2 separate regions of the Xenopus laevis genome follow, and region 1 is linked to region 2. A link is a contact called in public Hi-C data. All regions are on one chromosome and are shown on one strand. The core of a region is the stretch at or near the end of the contact, and the rest is flanking DNA. Distances in the headings are between cores, read along the strand shown.

Region 1 (2,700 bases), core at 12-2,511, 51 kb after region 2:
GGATTTTTCATCATGTAGTTTATGAATTACACATAGGCTGTAGGCGAAATAGTAGCTGTACACAGCCAGTATCTATTGTTTTGGTATAAAAAGAAAACCCAGGCGGGACTCTTTATCAGCAATGTTTACTGGTAAATATTGGTTTAGTGAATAGCCTGGCCAGAGTTTGTGAGTGTTCTTGCCATTTAGACAGGAATACTAACCTGGTCATAGAGTGGAGTTCCACAGGGAGTACAATTGGAGTCAGCGCTGCCTGGCACGTTGTTGGCACAAAGAGGCAAACTCAGACCCACTGGAGGAGAGTTTTTGGTGCAGAATTCTGGGCACTGTGCAGAAAATGTCTCATAGCCACCTGAAACACACAACAAAATAAAACAAGCGGTTAGATGCGTACGGAGAAGCTGAATTTGCAAACCCAGAGCACTTTGCTTTCCTTGCGTGCAAAAATTTGTCACCAAAGTGCAAGCTCTGCAAATAGGGTTGTTTTGCACTAAAAGTAAACCTTTGTGTGCACAAAATGTTGTACATAAACACTGTAAATATCAGGGCCAGGGTGATCGTAAACAATATTTTATTATGTTTTGGGAAGCGCAGTTTGGGACCTGGGAGTTAAGTTGGTCATTTGAGAAGTGGAGCTTAACGTACCTTTTAGGAAGTAGATGCTGCTGCCCCTGGAGTCCCTGCACAGGGCATTGACTGCAAGCATCATGGTGCTGTCTTTCCTTAGCATGTCCAGCTCTGATGTCCTCTCATCCAGCAGCACCACCGCCTCGTACATCCCAGCCACCAGCCGGCACCTCTGCTCCTCATTGGGGACGATGTGCTCCAAGCCCATGCTGCCTTTCGCCCTCCTCTTGACGATAGTGCTCAGGCGAACATTGCTGGATCCCACGATGCTGCACGAGCTGAAGGAGAAGAACGACCTGCAGTCCAATATGAGGCATTTGTGAGCTCTCTCTGCCAACAGCGCTTTCAACACGCAGCAATCCATAGCGCAGGTTTCCATATTGACCATTGCTGGGGATGAGCCGGACAATCCTTGACAATAGGCTCCACTCTCCCGCTTCTTTTACGCTCCGGCGCCTCTGTAGCTCCAATAAAAGCTTATACCGACTGTTAAAAATAATAAAATAAATACTGTCGCTGATCTAATGTTTCAATAAAAAAAAATAAAGCCAGACTTTTCTTGATATTTTCTTCTTGTTTCTTACGTTTCTTTAAAGTTGTTGTTTCCTTGCTGGCTGTAATTCTTGCTAATGCTCGGCTTTCCAGCCTCCTATTTATACTAGGCAAAGGGGAGTTGTTTTATGAATGGTTTGCATCACGTGACTCAACGAGGCTAGGCATTTTTAGCCACGCCCTTCACTGGCAAACCCCGCCAAGTAGAATAACGTCATCAGAGCCCTAGCAGCAAAGTCAAACACTAATACACACAAGCGCTTCGGTGCTGTCCTGTCGCCAGAGCAGGAAATAAACTGCTATAACCTTATCCCGTCACAAGGAGCTCAGTGGAGCCCTCGTCTAAATAAGAGGCACGCAATGTTCTGGATTTTTTTTTGATGATAACTCACAAACTGATGAAATAAAGTTGACCTAGTTACATTTTCTTTAGCTTATTCATATGTAACTCCCGACTCCCACATGCCATAATCAATTTCCTCTGGTGATCAACCTTTGTCATTTTGGAATGTCAAGATTTAGTTCCTAATATAAGGCACCCCCCACACAGCATACGGTTGCCACCTTTTCCGGAAAAAAATACCGGCCTTCCTATATATTTATCATTTTTCCCTATAAATAACATTGGGATCAACCATCATTTTTACTGGCCAGGCCAGTAAATTACCGGCTAGGTGGCAACCCTACACACAGGCCTGGACTGGGAGTCAAAATAGGCCCTGCCATTCCAAGTACACAGAGGCCCAAACAGCCCCCTAACAGCCCACTATATGGTAACCAGTGTCTGACTGGGACACCAGGGGCCCACCAAAAAACCTTAGACCAGGAGCCCACCATAAAACCTTAGACCAGGGGCCCACTCTCAGTATTAATATTCTTAATCTCCTCAATCAACCTCTACTCTCCTAGTCTGTTTTCTTTATACTATAATCAATTATTCCATCTATTTATCCTTTTTGTCCTCATAGAAATAGGGAATGGCAATGAAATAGACCGAAAGTTTAGCAGCATGAGGGCCCACTGACACCTGGGCCCACTGCTAGTTTTCCTGGTATCCCGGTGGGCCAGTCCGAAACGGTAAGTTTCTATGGAACCATACAGCAGTCCCTCTGGCATTTGCCAGAACCCACAGATTGCCAGTCCAGGGCTGCCCCCACAGAACAACTCAGTTGTATATTTGTGACTAGGCCCTGCGCTCAGTACAAGTTGCACAGAGACTAAAACTATTTGCAGATGGTACTTATCCTACATGCAATTTTTCTGATTAACATTCTTAGAATACTTTTGAAAGCCCTTTGTTTGGCCCTCTAGTTTGCTAATGATTTGCTGTAAAATATGTGGGTTAATCCACTGGGCTTTGGAGAGGTAGAAAAAGCATTTGATCTTTTCAGCCATATCCGGCAGATCCATAATTATTATCTGCTAAGGAATGTGAAAGAGTGCTGTAAGAAAGGCATTTAGTTTAGAATTTTCAGCAATCCCTGTAGCCAAAGCCTGTGCAAACTTAAAATACATTTAATC
Region 2 (2,700 bases), core at 1-2,500:
AGTGCAAGATAGTGTGAGTGGATGGCATTAAGATAGAAGCCAATGGTGAAAACATCACAGATTGAATTGCTAGCAGCAACAAGAGCTTTCTAAAACAGCACACTCCGGTATTTTATCTCCCCTCCAATCTCTATATTGCTAGTTGTAATCGTTTAGCAAGGGTCTCTCAAATGATTTAGCTGAACTACTTTGCCTGTTTGAGTGCCCACGGGTAGTAACATTACAGTGCTTCTCATTAAAGGGATTCTGTCAGGATTTTTATGGTGTAGTTTTTATTTTTAAACTACACTGTTTATGCTGCAGATAATTCACTCTACCATATACAATTTTATTCCTGAACCAACCAAGTGTATTTTTAGCTGTAATATTGGTGTGTAGAGCCAGCACATCACAATGGAACCGCTATCAGACAGGCTATTGTTTCTCCTACTCAATGTAACTGGAGGAGTCACAGTGGGACTTGGATTTTTACTCATATCTACCAGGGAGCATTTATCTTGTGTCAGGGAGCTGTTATGTTGTGTCAGGGAGCTGTTATCTACAGTATCTCCAACTGTTGATGCTGGGGGGGGGGCGTGAGGGGTAGATATCACTCCAACTTGCTGTGCAGCATTAAAGAATGACTGAAGTTTATCAGAGCACAAGTCACATGTCTGAGGTTATGAACTCCTATTAGTTTGTGTATGAAGGAAGGAATGATCCGAATCCAGAGCCAAATCTGGAAGCTAATTTGCATATTCAAATTAGGCCAGGAAGAGTTTAAGAGAACCACATGCTGTGTGCGTGGCTAGTAAAAATGTTTATTTATCAAAAAGTCACATGATTTTAAGGATTCCGATTCGGTTCAGTCAAGCACTTGGATTCAGCCAAATGGTGCTGAAAAATGCCAAATCCTGGCCGAATTCCAAACCGAATCCTGGATTCGTTGCATTCATAGCCAGACAATGTCAGCTATATTTAAATGGTTTCTGTTGGTAACTGCAATAGTGCAATTTAGAACCTCTGTTAGTAAATCAGCCCAAAGACTTTTTTTTTTTTGTCATTCTTTCCTCTCCCCACTCTTGCTTCTTCTTCTCTTTGTTTCTCACTACACATCTTTATTTCATTTTCTCTAGAGATGTACATAATGGAAATATTACAATCTCTATGTTTATTTTCTCCAAGATTCTGTGAGGTTATTAATGGCTCAGCCTGTACATTTAGCCTTGCCTAAGCAGCTATTGTGTGACTGGAGGATGACACAAGCTCGTTAACACTCCCCTCCCCCAGGCTCCTATTGTGTATAGAATCATGTTGGGGCCTTGGTATGACATCACCAGTCAAACACGCAGTAAATGGAACTCTTCTTACCAGGAGCAGCGCTTTAGATTCTATTATAGCCTGTACAGAGAGGTTTACGTCTAATTTGAGGGTGTAATATCGCTTTAATAAATACGCTGGCAAATATTCTGTTTTGGAACAGGCAGCCAGTTGGCTTAGCACTTATCTTAAGGACAAAGATCCATTCATGTTTTTGTTCTCTTGCACATGCCAAGAACATAAGGTATAAACAAGCAACACTGCTTTGGTTTTGTGGAATTTTGGTACATTGACCTAACCTTTGGCAGGAAAGGACTCAATTAAATATCAAATTCTTACAACTAATTGTTCCTGTGTTTTTCCACTGCAAAAGGCACAAAGTCAGTCTGAGCATATGGAAATGCCTGAATTTGTTTAATGGTGATAAAATGCATATTGCTGAAATAATTTAGCAATAAGTTAAACATTTACGAGATGTTTTTTTTTTTTTCTAAAAAAGTTCTGGCCCTGCACAGGGAACACAGGGCAGGCAGAGTTTGGCACACACAGGGAGCATACGGCAGATAGAGTATAACACACACAGGGAGCATAGGACAGGCAGAGTATGACACACACAGGGAGCATAGGGTAGGCAGAGTATGGCACACACAGGAAGCATAAGGCTTATAGAGTATAACGCACACAGGGAGCATAGGGTAGGCAGAGTATGGCACACAGAGGGAGCATAAGGCAGATAGAGTAGAACACACACAGGGAACATAGGACAGGCAGAGTATGACACACACAGGGAGCATAGGGTAGGCAGAGTATGGCACACACAGGAAGCATAAGGCAGATAGAGTATAACGCACACAGGGAGCATAGGGTAGGCAGAGTATGGCACACACAGGGAGCATAAGGCAGATAGAGTATAACACACACAGGGAGCATAGGACAGGCAGAGTATGACACACACAGGGAGCATAGGGTAGACAGATTATGGCACACACAGGAAGCATAAGGCAGATAGAGTATAACGCACACAGGGAGCATAGGGTAGGCAGAGTATGGCACACAGAGGGAGCATAAGGCAGATAGAGTATAACACACACAGGGAGCATGGGGCAGGCAGAGTATGGCACACACGGGAGCATAAGGCAGATAGAGTATAACACACAGAGGGAGCATAGGGCAGATAGAGTATAACACACACAGGGAGCATAGGATAGGCAGTATACACACAGGGAGCATAGGGCAGGCAGAGTATGGCACACACAGGGAGCATAAGGCAGATATAGTATAACACACACAGGGAGCATAGGGCAGGTAGAGTATGGCACACACAGGGAGCATATGGCAGGCAAAGTATGGCACACACAGGGAGTATAGGTCAGGCAGAGTATGGCACAGAGGGAGCTTAGG

What was found. A called contact is a pair of places that touch in the nucleus more often than the background predicts.
Region 1: a contact with region 2 is called in a Hi-C map of the XTC cell line, with 2.4 times the contacts expected there. The contact joins the promoter of dusp1.L here to the enhancer-like site in region 2. A contact is called at or near these places in 2 of 4 Hi-C or Micro-C datasets (the XL177 cell line and the XTC cell line).

What each region holds. Positions count from the first base shown.
Region 1 is chr3L:49,484,884-49,487,583 of Xenopus_laevis_v10.1, forward strand. It overlaps dusp1.L (dual specificity phosphatase 1 L homeolog), which reads right to left and starts at 1,262. Exons shown (of 4, transcript NM_001087101.1): 1 at 646-1,262; 2 at 204-352. The coding sequence starts at 1,015.
Region 2 is chr3L:49,433,846-49,436,545 of Xenopus_laevis_v10.1, forward strand. No RefSeq gene overlaps it. Among protein-coding and RNA genes, the nearest start is that of dusp1.L, 51 kb to the right of the region's middle. Within about 2 kb of position 1,251, at least 2 of the 7 cell types and tissues checked have an H3K27ac peak or open chromatin away from gene starts, as enhancers often do.